Regions from separate parts of the Mus musculus genome. Here region 2 is linked to region 1. A link is a contact called in public promoter capture Hi-C data. All regions are on one chromosome and are shown on one strand. The core of a region is the stretch at or near the end of the contact, and the rest is flanking DNA. Distances in the headings are between cores, read along the strand shown. Region 1 overlaps Nfrkb (nuclear factor related to kappa B binding protein). Region 2 holds the start of Tmem45b (transmembrane protein 45b).

Evidence for each region. Promoter capture Hi-C pulls out the DNA fragments that hold promoters and counts their contacts.
Region 2: a promoter capture Hi-C map of stem cell-derived epiblast-like cells shows a contact between it and region 1, with 2.2 times the contacts expected there. The contact joins the promoter of Tmem45b here to the enhancer-like site in region 1. A contact is called at or near these places in 3 of 39 promoter capture datasets (embryonic stem cells, liver and stem cell-derived epiblast-like cells), 12 of 484 Hi-C or Micro-C datasets (embryonic stem cells, liver, morula and 2 more), 3 of 115 datasets of contacts at active chromatin or transcription factors (embryonic stem cells, intestinal villus epithelium and stem cell-derived neural progenitor cells) and 4 of 9 other capture datasets (adipose tissue, embryonic stem cells, liver and 1 more).

The regions. Positions count from the first base shown.
Region 1 is chr9:31,400,828-31,407,942 of GRCm38.p6, reverse strand. Nfrkb (nuclear factor related to kappa B binding protein) reads right to left here. Exons shown (of 26, transcript NM_172766.3): 12 at 6,940-7,005; 13 at 5,808-5,887; 14 at 5,665-5,708; 15 at 4,869-4,929; 16 at 4,314-4,488; 17 at 2,286-2,392. Among named protein-coding and RNA genes, the nearest start is that of Nfrkb, 18 kb to the right of the region's middle. Within about 2 kb of position 2,517, at least 5 of the 459 cell types and tissues checked have an H3K27ac peak or open chromatin away from gene starts, as enhancers often do. A contact at or near this core is called in stem cell-derived epiblast-like cells, where this site is marked.
Region 2 is chr9:31,461,830-31,468,944 of GRCm38.p6, reverse strand. It overlaps Tmem45b (transmembrane protein 45b), which reads left to right and starts at 4,707. Exons shown (of 6, transcript NM_144936.1): 1 at 4,707-4,779.

The sequences.
Region 1 (7,115 bases), core at 1,268-3,767:
TGCTGTCTCTGCCTCATTGTGTATTCCAGGCTAGCTAGACCATAGACTCTAGGTAATTCTCCTGAAGTTTGAGGATGAAAGATCTGCCACCTCATGCAGCATCATATGTACACTCTTACCCACAGAACATTCAGGAGTTTATGCTGTCCAGGCTTCAAGTTCAAAATCCTCCTACTTCAGCCTCCCAAGGTAGCTGGTATTACAGGTACATGCCATCATGCCCAGCAAGTTTTTCATTTGATTTGGGGGGAGAAGGGTTGAGACAAAGTTTCTCTGTGTGGCTCTGGGTGTTCTGGACTCAAACTCAACCTGTCTTTGCTTCCCAGAAGCTGGGATTAGAGGCATGCACCACCACACCCAACTTACTCATTCTTTTTTTCTTTTTTTTTTAAGATTTTATGGTACAACTGCACAACTGGTGGTTATCATGTAGAAGAATGCGAATTGATCCATTCCTATCTCCTTGTACTAAGGTCAAATCTAAGTGGATCAAGGAACTCCACATAAAACCAGAGACACTGAAACTTATAGAGGACAAAGTAGGGAAAAGCCTCGAAGATATGGGCACAGGGGAAAAATTCCTGAATAGAACAGCAATGGCTTGTGCTGTAAGATCAAGAATCCGACAAATGGGACCTCATAAAATTGCAAAGCTTCTGTAAGGCAAAAGACACCGTCAATAAGACAAAAAGGCCACCAACAGATTGGGAGAGGATCTTTACCTATCCTAAATCAAATAGGGGACTAATATCCAATATATATAAAGAACTCAAGAAGGTGGACTCCAGAAAATCAAATAACCCCATTAAAAAATGGGGCTCAGAGCTAAACAAAGAATTCTCACCTGAGGAATACCGAATGGCTGAGAAGCACCTGAAAAAATGCTCAGCATCCTTAATCATCAGAGAAATGCAAATCAAAACAACCCTGAGATTCCACCTCACACCAGTCAGAATGGCTAAGATCAAAAATTCAGATGACAGCAAATGCTGGCGAGGATGTGGAGAAAGAGGAACACTCCTTCATTGTTGGTGGGATTGCAGGCGTGTACAACCACTCTGGAAATCAGTCTGGTGGTTCCTCAGAAAATTGGACATAGTACTACTGGAGGATCCCGAAATACCTCTCCTGGGCATATATCCAGAAGATGTCCCAACCAGTAAGAAGGACACATGCTCCACTATGTTCATAGCAGCCTTATTTATAATAGCCAGAAGCTGGAAAGAACCCAGATGCCCCTCAACAGAGGAATGGATACAGAAAATGTGGTACATCTACACAATGGAGTACTACTCAGCTATTAAAAAGAATGAATTTATGAAATTCCTAGACAAATGGATGGACCTGGAGAGCATCATCCTGAGTGAGGTAACTCAATCACAAAAGAACTCACATGATATGTACTCGCTGATAAGTGGATATTAGCCCAGAAACTTAGAATACCTAAGATATAAGATAAAATTTGCGAAACGCATGAAACTCGGAAAGAACGAAGACCAAGGTGTGGATACTTTGCCCCTTCTTGGAATTGAGAGCAAGGCACCCATGGAAGGAGCTACAGAGACAGAGTTTGGAGCTGAGACAAAAGGATGGACCATCTAGAGGCTGCCATACCCGGGGATCCATCCCATAATCAGCCTCCAAACGCTGACACCATTGCATACACTGGAAAGATTTTGCTGAAAGGACCCAGATATAGCTGTCTCTTGTGAGGCTATGCTGGGGCCTAGCAAACATAGAAGTGGATGATCACAGTCAGCTATTGGATGGATCACAGGGCCCCCAATGGAGGAGCTGAAGGAAGTACCCAGGGAACTGGGGGGATCTGCAACCCTAAGGTAGAACAACAATATGAACTAACCAGTATCCCTGGAGCTCCTGTCTCTAGCTGCATATGTATCAGAAGATGGCCTGGTCAGTCATCAGTGAAAAGAGAGGCCCATTGGTCGTGCAGACTTTATATGCCTCAGTACAGGGGAACGCCAGGGCCAAGAAGTGGGAGTGGGTGGGTGGGGGAGTGGGTGTGGGAGGGTGTGAGGGACTTTTGGGATAGCATTGGAAATGTAAATGAAATAAATACCCAATAATAAATAAATAAATAAATAAATAAATGATTTCATGGTAGGCAAACACATACAGCTCGCTGGTAAAGCATGTTCCTGATGTGTACAAGACCCTGGGTTCAACCCTCAATAGCATAAGACAAAAAGGTGTAACTTACATTTCCTAATAGTTTTTCTCAAATACATTCTGAAATGAAGCCAAAAGCTGTTTCTCTAACTCACCTGAGTGCTGGTGACATCTGGAGCCAGAAACTGAGAGTCCTTGAGCAGTTCACAGATCTCTGCCCGAGTGCCTTCTCCATTAGGCAGCCGAGCTGCAGCATCCCGAACTGACAGTAGAAAATGCAAAATCCAGGAGTCAAGCAAAGCTTCCAATGAATTACAACACCTCCTGACCTGCTCTGGTGGGGCTGAGCTCCCTAGGATAATGGTTCCTGAGCCTCACCGGCCCGGTCAGGGGCACACTGCCCTCTACTGGCCATCAACGCTGCACTGCACCTTCCTACAGGGTTAACACACCTATGGCAAAAGAATACCTTAGAATTGAATAAAGGGGTTCTCATTCCCAAACAGAAAATCACACTCCCATCTCCCAAGGAATGTTGTAGAAGAGAGGGTGAGAAGATTTTAAGAGACAGAGGTTAAGGAGAACTGATAGAAAACAGTACCTTTTGGACCTGACAGGGAGCTGTTGTCCTAACTCTCAAAAGCTGTGGTCACTACACAAGACCTGCCCAAGATCTATCTAGTCACTACTCCAGCATGGATAGGCGGGATCTGAAAGGTTCCATTTCTGACCAGGGCAGCAAGTCGGAGATAATGTCAGTTTTGTTTTGAGGAGAGTAGATTACCCATGCTACAGTGGACATACCCACACCACACCCAGATGCATGCAGGTGACACTAACTGGACTTAGTGGGATACACACAAACATACAATATCCATTTTTAGTGAAAAAGCTGGGAGGGTGTCTGGGAGGAGGGAGTAGAGGGTAGATTAGACCAAAATAATGCATTCATGTATACAGGGAAGGTGAGAGATGACTCAGAAGTTCTATACACTTGGTAAGAAAAGTAGATTAGCACTTCTTTCAGTTATCAACAAACATAAACCACATACTGCTATTATCATGCTATTACAATAGCAATCAAATACTTTTCATGATACAAGTGTAACATACAAAATCACTTACACTGACCCCCACTGGAAATAACAGAAATTAAAACACCTGGCACCTGGTCTTATCACTCAGTATCACAACACAACAGTTTTGCATTTAAATGTTTTAACAATTTAATAATTACTGAAATAGTATCGTCCTTTTCTGTAACTTAAAGTATTTTGAGAATTAAAATGCAAGGGGCTGGATAGCTGACTCAGCAGTTAAGAGCACTGACTGCTCTTCCAGAGGTTCTGAGTTGAATACCGAGCACCCACATGGTGGCTCACAACTAGGTGTGATGGATCTGCTGCCCTCTTCTGGTGTGTCTGAAGGTAGCTACAGTGTACTCATATACATAAAATAAATAAGTCTTTACCCTTCCCCCCTAAAGAAAAATTTTAAATGCAGGTGGGCTGTGGTAGTGTACACCTTTAATCCTAGCACTCAGGAGGTAGATACAGGTAGATCTCTGAGTTCAAGACCAGCCTGGTCTACAGATCGAGTTCCAGGAACAGCCAAGACTGAACAGAGAAACCCTATCTAGGAGTTTGGGGGGCAGGAGGGGAGGGGGATTCAAATGCATCATTTTAACTCTGAGGAGGACTCCATAGGTCTCACTACCAACGGACTCATGATACAAAGAATTCCTTGTTCTTTCATTTTCTGAGACAATGTCATTGTGTGGCTTCAAATTCACTGTGCAGCCTAGGCAGCCCTCAGATTTACAACAGTCCTCTAGCCTCAGCATCCTAAGAACTGGGGTCAGAGGTATGTGTCACTGCTCTCATGAAAAAACATCCTTTGAGAAAGCAAAATCCTATACCTAATGTTACTATTAGCTTGTGAACAGTTTATCAAAACGAAGATGACTCTAGAAAGAAACAGTGACTCTTGCCATCAATCTACCAGGGTAGAATCCACCCTGACATCTCTCAGCTTTGAAAACTTCTAAGACTGATTGATCTTCTAGCCTATCAATGGACAGAGTGAGCAAGGGGGTGGAGTTTTGTACAGGAAGTATCAATTTAATGTGAGGAAAGCTTTGGGTACAAATAAGAAAGCCCTAGTAATAAATACATGCTACATACCAAGAGACAGAATGGTGACATAGGCAGGCCGGTCAGAGCGCAGCAGTGAATGCTCACGAGCCTTGTTGAGGGAGGTCTCCTTGTCAAACACGCCCTTCACTGGCCCCACCACAGACTCAAAGCCATGCATGCGAAAGGTGAATGCCTTATGGGGTTGGCTATACCTGTAACGCTCCTACCAAAAAAAAAAAGGCAAAAAATTGCTATTTCAGAATTAGTGGAGTTCTCCCTAGATCGATCCCTTAGATCGATCAAATGAGACGTCAATACAAGGAGGAAAGGAGTGACCTCACAAAGAACAGTGACCAACCGTAGTGGGAAAAGACAGTCCACAGATGGGCACCCAAAATATGATAAGAAAGGAAAATACATTTTGCTAGCTGGTAAAAAAGATAGTCAAAAGTTTTCTTACCCTTTCACCAAACTATTTCTACCCCAACAAACAGCCTCGACCAATGAACTATCTGGATTGAAGGCTCTGAACCCCAAGGAGTTGAGATCAAGGAAAGCCAGGCTCAGTGCTTCTGTGTCTACTTACTTCTAAGGAGATCTTACCTGTTCTTGAAAAACCCGTTTCTCCTCTCCTGTGCTAGGCCGAACCACATAGTCAGTTCTTCTGGAACATAAAGAATTCTGTGTCATCCGAGAGCAAGAAGGACCATTAGCCCCTTCCTGGCAGTGGTAGAATTCCTCTCTTTCAGAAGTACTCACTCCTGCTCAGTCTGCTCTCCAGCTCCTACCACAGAAACCCGACTGCTTTCCCACATTGCCCTATTCTTAGGATCGCAAGGGTTTGGAATAAACACAGCGAGGGTGGCACCCTCACCTCTGTTTTTCAGCACTGTTGAAAGCCAGCTCAATTTCAAAACAAAAAAGTCACTCTGGGGGAACAAAGCATTTCAAGTCCTGAGTGGGTTTTCTGCCTTCCAAAGAGCCCAGAATTTGAGTTCTAAACCCCCATTATGTGAATGGATATGTGTAGAGTGGGGGAGGGTGTGTTTGTGGGTTACACTAAGGCTGGTCCTCTGCACTGTAATGTGAGCAGGTAGGAATAGGAAAATGAGCTGACTTGGAATGAAGAACACAGTACTACAAGTCAAGGATATGAACATCATGACTTCTTCACAGGCAGACCATCCATCTTTAGAGACCACTGCAGTCAGGAGCCATTCTTACTGAGAGCACATGTGCCCTCCTCAAGTATGTTAAGGCATATGAGTCAGTGGACTTCTGGGTCTCAAGGGTCCATTACAGCTCTAACACACGGGAGCATTGTCAGAAGATCCAGAGCAATCTCAAGCTACGACACGGCTTCCCAGGCATCCACCCACCACAAGAACAATATACTCACACTCGAGGGACAGGTGTCATGGCATCTGAGCTGTCTTCATTTTCCTGAAGAAAGGAAAAATCATTACCAGGTAAATGGGCTAGAGAGTTGTCACTAACTTAGGGGCTCTAACAACCCAAGTAGTAAGAAAGTAAGAGACATACCTTACAGAAGGCCTGGTCTTTGGTTTCCAGCCACAGGTGGAAGAGAGCAGCTAATTCCTTTTCATTATCTTGAGATTGACCTATGGGGTGAAGGTGGGGCACACACAGAAAGAAAGAAATGTAAAGGATTATTCAGAATCCTGCCTCCTCTTTACCAGCTCTACCTATGTCAAAAAGAACCTGTCAGAACCTGTCACTGGCCCTTCCCACACGCTCGTGCCTCTCCTCACTGCCTGGCTAAGCCCCAGGACGTCACTCTTTCAGATCTTTCATTCAGCAAGTATTGAAAGAGTAGCCACTGTGCAGCAGGCAGGTGCATCAAGCTGGGATCACGAAATGAATTCACTTTCTGTCCTCAGAGGTCACGTCAAGTGAGTAATGAGGTCATATAAACAGAGCCAATTCCAGAAGGTAATGCATAGGATGCTACAAAAGTTTACGCCAGGGAAGGACCCTGCTCTTGTAGGTGAGAAAATTCACTCCTCACACTGGCACAGCAGTAAAAAGACCTGCGGCAAGAAGCCTAAGTCGTCACGTGACCTCTTCCTAAGTCACTTTACTCAGATTCCTAGCAGGGTAGCTGGCTCATGATGGTACCCACATCTCTTACACAGGCTACAACCACCATGGGATCAGGACCACAAAGGCAGGCTATGTCAGAAAGGCCAGCTCTGCTCTCAACACAAAATCACAAACTACTTCAGTGATCTGCACTCTGGCCTTTGCAGTACACCCAACCATCAGGCACCGGGTGAGTGCAAGAGAAACAAGCGATGGGCAGAGGACGCCACAGTGAGTACAAGATGAAGAGCCAGCACTGCCACAGCCATTGGACCCTCACGGGTCATGTGTGCTCACACACATAATCTCCCTGCTCTCCACCCTCCACACGTGCAGTGGATGTGAGCCCACTGCTCTGGGGCCACTGTCTCCCTTCCCCCTACTTTAACAAGAAATATAGTTCCTCCTCAGAAACGCTAAGGCACATCTCCATGCTTGCCTGGCTCTCTAGCCACTCCTCTCAGTGACAATCTTCCCATCATTGATTCCTCTCATCAAGGAAAAAAAAAAAAAGCGGGGGTGGGGGGGTAGGCAAAACAAAACAAACCTCTTCAAAGTCTAGACTACTTACCAAGCAATTTCCACTGCTGGGTTTTCTCTTTGAATTCAACAAATGGAGAGAAACTAGAAGGAACCGCTGCAAGAAATAGATCGCATGAACAAGCATAACCCTTACCTTAATACAGACACAAGACTAACACAGACACAAGCTCTGGCACAGCTCGAGTTGGTTTTGTTGTTGATGCC
Region 2 (7,115 bases), core at 3,458-5,957, 59 kb before region 1:
GAGAGGAGGGGAGAGGAGAAGGGAGAGGAAAGAGAGAGAGATTTTGGGTATATTAACAAAAACTGAAAGCAGAGACTTGGATATTTGTACTCAAATGTTCATAGCCAAAATGTAGCAACAATCCAAATTTTTACCGCGAGATGAATGCATAAATTAAATGTTTTATAAATACACAATAAAATAGCACCAAACAAGAGAAGTGAAAATCTGATACCCATAGAATAAAAATGAAATCTGAAAATGTTATGCTAAGAGAAACAAGCCAGACCCACAAAGACAAACATTATGGAACTCCAATTACATGGGTACATCTAGTCATCAAACTCACAGAGACAGGAAGTGGGGCAGAGAAGTTCCTGGCCAATGGATGAATTTGGCCATGATATCATGAAGATTGATAGTGCTTGTACAGCATAGTGAAGATGCATAAAACCATTGGACTCTATAATCAAACAGTAGCCTAAATTGTATATGTTACATCATACATATTCTATTACAATTTTTAAAAAGGAAAACAAAATCCCTCACTAGTCTGCAAACCTTCTAATTTAACCATCCACTATAACTATTTCCTTTTCGGTGGATATAAATGTATTTTTTTGTAGTACCATACATTACAGAAGTAAACATTATGCATAACCATTGCCCAGCACTGACAACTATCAATGATTCTCTGCTTTACTTGCAGACAGGAGCCTAGCATAACTGCCATCAAAGAGACTTCACCTAGCAACCGATGGAAACAGATGCAGAGTCCCATAGCCAAGCATTAGGCAGAGCGTGGGGAGTCCTGTAGCAAAGGGAGAAGAATTGTAGGAGCCAGAGTGGTCAAGCACTCACTCACACACACACACACACACACACACACACACACACACAATTGAAAATAAAGACAGTGGTGGCACACACCTTTAATCCCAGCACTTGGGAGGCAGAGGCAGGCAGATTTCTGAGTTCGAGGCCAGCCTGGTCTACAGAGTGAGTTACAGGACAGCCAGGGCTACACAGAGAAACCCTGTCTTTAAATAAATAAATAAATAAATAAATAAATAAATAAATACAGATCTTTAAAAAGACTAAATTTATTCTTATTAAGCCATGTGTGATGGTGATCTGAGATGACATTAGTCATCTAATTACTAATTACTAATTAGATTACTAATGTCATCTCAGATCACCATGACTGAGAAGGGATAAAGGCTTTAAGATCATAACAAATTGAAGGCTAGCTTGGACTATATGAAACCTTATTTAAAAAAAAAAAAAACAACTATTATCCATTAATTCCTTACAGTTGGAAACCCCAAAGCTGTGGTTTTCAGATTAACAGGCAAGGTGAATATTATAGATTTTTTTTCCAGCCCATCTTCAAGTTTGATTTGTTGATCTTATAAACCAAGAGGGAAGTTGTTTTTCACTCGTTGGGATAGAGATTTGGCTACCATTAACAAAAACCTCAACTAGCCAAGACTTACACAGAACAGTTTCTTTTTCTTTCACATAACAGTCTGGAGATGGTCCTTGAGAGACTCACGCAGAGCAGTCCATGAAATCGTCAGAAGATCCCTCCTATACTGCTATCCTCTTGACTATAGCTCCTGGTCCAAGGTTAGCCCACCACCTTGTCACTGGTGAGAAAAAGGAATAAGGACGGACTCATCTCTTTCCTTTTAGGAAATTTGCCACTAGTTCCCTGTCTTCTAACCTCAGTTCAGTGACCTGAACTTAGTTATCTAACTCCTCCTTGAGAAAAATGGTACTTGTGGGTAACCATGTGTCCAGCTAGTAGCATGGTGATCAAGGGGAGACTGGATAGCAATCTACTTGTGTTTAAGATTGTTACTCTGTGTGCGTGCGTGCGTGCATGCGTGTGTGTGTGTGTGTGTGTGTGTGTGTGTGCTATGTATGTGCAGGTGCCTACAGAGACTAGGAAATGACTTTGATTACTGGAGCTGTGGTTACAGGCAGTTGTGAGCTGTGCCACTGGAGGCTGGAAACCAAGCTTCTAGAAAAACAGCAAGCACTCTTGACTGCTGATCCACTTCGCCAGCCCCAATGTTGAAAGCTTTTTAACACAGTTATGCTCGTAACATCTACAAAAATCAACCATTTCCCATGCCGTTCTTCTATTTCGTTTTCAGTTAGAACATAAAATAATGGATTTCAAATGACAGTTTCATACCTAGGTGACATTGTAACTTGCTGGTATTTGCCTGGTCCTCCTTCCCTCCCCCCTTCCCCTCCCACAGCTCTCCCGTGTAATCCTGACTGAAAGCAAGCAATTATTTTTGCCTTCCTTCTCCCTATTATCTTCTCATGTTTCTCCTTTTCCCCTCCTTTAGATCCCCTACCATCTTTCACATAGTCTCCTTTCACATTTTTTGTATATTTATTTAGATTCTACATCTGAGGACGCACATCATTTGTCCTTCTGAGACTAAAAAGACCACCCTCCTTTGTTAAAGTCCACACAAGGACATATCAGATACCACTCTGTTTTATTTCTTTGTGTTATTTGGAGCGTTTTAAATTATTGCTTATTTTTATTTTACACGTATGGGTGTTTTGCCCGCATATATGTCCCTGTACAAATTGTGCGGTGCCTGAAGAGAAAATTAGATCCTAAGAGACTGGAGTTATAAATCATTGTGAGATGCCATGTGGGTGTTGAGAACTGAACCCAGGTCTTTGGGAAGAGTAGCCAGTGCTCCTAACTGCTGTGCCACCCCTTCATCCCTACTTTTGTGTTTTGAGAGTCCGTGAAGCCCAGATTGCCCTTGAACTTGAAATCCCTTTGCCTCTAGCTCCTGAATGGTAAGATTATACAAATATGTGTCACCACTTGGGAGTTCTCTCTTTATCAGAAAACAATTTGATAATAATTCATATTATTGTATTATTTCAAAGTTGATTTCCTGATACTTGTCACTACTTCATTGAAACTGTTTGATTTTTATTAAAACTGTTGATCAATGAAGTTAACGACCGTCAAAGGTATACTTTAAAAACTGGTGTGTCTTAATATTTGGATGCTAAATTTGAGCCAGAGGTCCTAAGTATCTCAGGGCTGGGGAGGTAGCTCCATTGGTAAAGTGCTTGTGGGGCAAGAATGAGGGCTTAGGTTCTGATCCCCAGAATTCATATAAAATGCTAGGCGGGAAGCGGGCTGCACATCCCCGTATTCTCACTGCAGACAAGAGAGGATCCCTAAAGTTTGCTTGGCCCATAATCTAACTGAACAGGTGAGCAAGCTCCATAGTCAGTGAGTGACTTCATCTCAAAAATTAGGTGGAAGGTGAGAGAACACACCCAACATGGACCTAGCCTCCGCATGTACATACACACACACACACACACACACACACACACACACACACACACACACACAATCTCTGGGCTGAGGATGCAGTTCAATTGGTATTCTTCTAGCTTGTACCAAACCCTGTGTTCAACCACTAGAACTATATAAACCAGACACAGAGGGGTGCACACCTGCAATCCCAGTGCTTGTGAGGTACAAGCAGGAGGACCAGAAACCTAAAGTCATCTGTGGCTCTATGGTAAGGTAGAGGCACACCTGGGCTACATAAGACCCTGCCTCACAAAACATAAATGAAACTGTCAAAGCATCTTTACCAACCAGTAGCTCTATCAATAAAACTGCACACGGCTGTCTCGAGATCTTAGCCTATAAGGAAAGTAAAACAGTCCTGAGCAGAAAGCGTCAGAAGGAACTGGTGACCAAGTGCAGCCTCTCCCTGGCTGATGACTGTGTAGGGCTACTCCCTTTCCTCTGTTTCAAAATCTGCAGGTGTGGACACACTCCAGGACGGGACCTGATCCTTTGCTCTGAGGGCTAGTCCCCAAGCTGAGAATACAGATTTTTATATCGTTTTTGAAAACACAGCAGCTTTTCAGAGGTTCCTCTGCTAGTATCTCTCCCTGAGTTCTTTCTCTGAGTGTGCAGAGAGCTTTAGTGCTGGCATTCTCTTCATGTCTTTAGGAAGTACAAGGGGCAGCAACGGTGCAAAATAAGGTCAGTCTCTTAGCTACAAGTGCTACAGAGAGCAGCCACTATTGCAGCATCTTAAACACCACCCGGGAACTCCTCTCATGCCAATCCAGAACTGTGCCCACCTGACAGATTTTTGTCAAACGTGCACAAAGAAGATTGATTGGATGGATGGATGGATGGATGGATGGATGGATGGATGGATGTAGAAAAGAATAGAATGGAAAAGAAGAAGCCCACGTATCATCCACCGGAGCCTTCCTTGGCGGTGAGTGGTCAGTGACTATTTGTCCTGCGTGTTAGCTGTGGTTTTCCTGGCTGGAGAAATTCAGAGCTAGTCCCACTCAGAGCATTCCCTTCCTCCCAGGCCAGAAATCGCTTTGCATAACAGGAAGTCTCCATAAGTAGTGCACCTGGATGATCCAGGAACCTGGCTGGGCTTTCGGGAACACACTTTTAAAGGAGTGCCTGTGGTCCCCGAAAGCCTCTCTGAAGCAGGGGACTCTCTGAAGCAGGGGACTCTCTGAAGCAGGGGACTCTCAGAAACAGGGGACACTCGGAAGCAGGGAAAAGGTGCTTGGAAGAAAAGTACTGTGCTGAGCCACCTGAGGTCGTGCTAGCAGCAGGGTTAGGGCCATCTGAGGTTGCCAGCTCCTGCAGCGGGCGGGGCCGGGCGGGGCAGGGTGCAGACGCTTGCACCTCCTGGGCACCCGCGGTCACACGTGTGACCGAAGCTGGCAAGTGGACACCTCTGAGGCTCGGAAGAGGTAGGATTCCCGCTGGGTCAGGGGCTCAGGGCCGGGAGAAAGGGAGGCACCACCTGGGAAGGGAGGTGAGGATCCGGAGTCGGATCCTCAGGAAGGAGACAGAGAAGCGCTCACTCAGATGGAGGGAGGGTGCTGGAGTGCAGAGGGAGTCTAGTACCTAGGAAGCCGTTGGTTAGCCCCTTCGGGGCTAGGAGTAGTCCTCCTCACCAGCTCCCCCCGGGAGTTGCTCCTCTGTACTGTCCCCGGGGTCCTGGAACGATTCGGGTCCACAGCGTTACTGCGACTAGGTGACTAGGTGCGAAGCCTGGCATTCATTCTCAGGGAAGCAGGCGCTCCACCTTAGGTGGTGTGCCTATTAAGGAGACCTCGAGTTGTTTTCAGGGTGCCAGAATGACTCGCGCTCACTTGCACCCCATCTGTCGCTAAGACTCCATAAATACAGGAACCAGATACATTCCTCAGGCCGGGAAGTCTGATAATGAGAGACGGTTGATAACAGCTCCTCCAGGCCATCGTTTGGCCTCCGCTTCTAAAAGCCAAGAGTAAAGCCTTGGCCTTAGCAAGGAGAGCCTGAAAGTGGGGGCACCTGCCTGAATCCAGAGGGACTGAGTGGAGACAAGGCCCACCGTAATGGGAAAAAAAAAGATCTGTACTTCAGCAGGGAAAGGTGGGGCCTCATAAAATGGAACTTTAAAAGCGTAAGAGCAGTTGCCTCGCCTAAGGTCTCAGCAACGGCTGCTGCTTGCTGCTTCGTTCCATCTTTCCTGCCCCCCACACACTGCTCCCCCTGTCGCCCTTCCCTGGGTTCTATTTGACTTTGGGATTAGCATAGTTATCAAAGCTGGGAAGGCAGATGCATTTTATCTAACTACACACCTATCTAAATAGCTACTATGGTTTATTGTTCACAAGCAACCTACGCTTTCGGTTTTTTTGTCAATATGAGCTTTCTACGCAGTAGAGACTGGATTTTGAACGCCAAAGAGGCAGCTCTTTATGACAGTTTGTTGGCTTAGTAATAATGTGGTCACCTGCTGTTCTATAGTCTCCGGAAAAGACAAGAGACGGATAGTACCGCTGCACTGAATAGGAACCACTGTTTTAACAAAGGATGAGCATCGAGCAAGGTTTTATCTGGTTGCACAGTACCTGTAATAGTATTACAGAAACCAAACGTTCTTCCCTCTTACCAAAGAGCTTCAGTTTGCTCTTGTTTAGGAAGGTGGAAACAGGTACCATGGCGGCACTTTCCTTTGTATTCTGTGGTCCTTTCCCCTGCCTTCCTGGTGGATGCTGCCTCTGATGGCCAAGCTGAAGCTGTTGAATCTCACGGGATGCATCAGTCACTGTATCTGGTGTCTTCCCTGAAATGTTTTTGGCTAAAGCTATGACTTAATCTTAGCAAATGTTACTTTGAGGTGAGCACTGGAGAGGAGAGAGATTAAGAGGATTTCTGAGTCTTCCCATTACTTCAGGATGGTATCAGCTTCATGCTCAGTTGTACAAAGTGCAGACACCATGTATGATCAAGAGACGATCAAAGGTTATCACTCTTTTGCTTGTTGAACACAGTAGGTAAGGACAGCTTTGCCACTTAGAAAGCTACCTTCATAGCTGAAGTACCTGAGATTGCAAAACTTTTTAATTATAGGGAAATAAGTCACTGGTATGTTAACAAAAAATAGGTAGCTATATAAAAACATTTCATTTCCATATGTTTTACAGATGGTCATAAGACAAACAATAAATTGCTTACAACATTGCACCATACTTCAGTGAAAAATCAGAGGACACACACACATGTACTGAACTCTGAACTTTTCTACCCTTTTGACCACCCAGTTCCTTCTTCCTAGCCTTCTCTAGAGCTAGAAATGAAAACAGATTAAAGTTTAACTCTTTAGGTTTCTTTTATTGACATCCTTTAAAAGTAGATGAGCACAAGGCCCATATTAAGAGACCTGAAGAAAATTGAAAAAGTCTTTCAGTCACCTGGATGTGGTGCAGAGTTATAATGTAATGGCAAGCCACAGTGGTCCACAGCCAGGAGTTGGATCTCACAAAGCATCATCAGTATCTTGTGGGTAGGACAGCAAAATGGTGATTTAGAGACCACGGCATGACTTATGTACTAGGAGATAAGAGAAGGATCGCTAGTCCCTATGCAAAGACACTGAAGTCAAGCCATTTTGTACCTGTTCAGTGCTGTCCAGTTATGAAATGGCAGAGCCAAGCTCCAACTAGAATGTTTCCCAGAATATTCCAGTTCATACTAGGTTATTTTGTACAATTATTTTAAGTTTTATGATAGATTATAATTTGTTTCTCCTAAACAT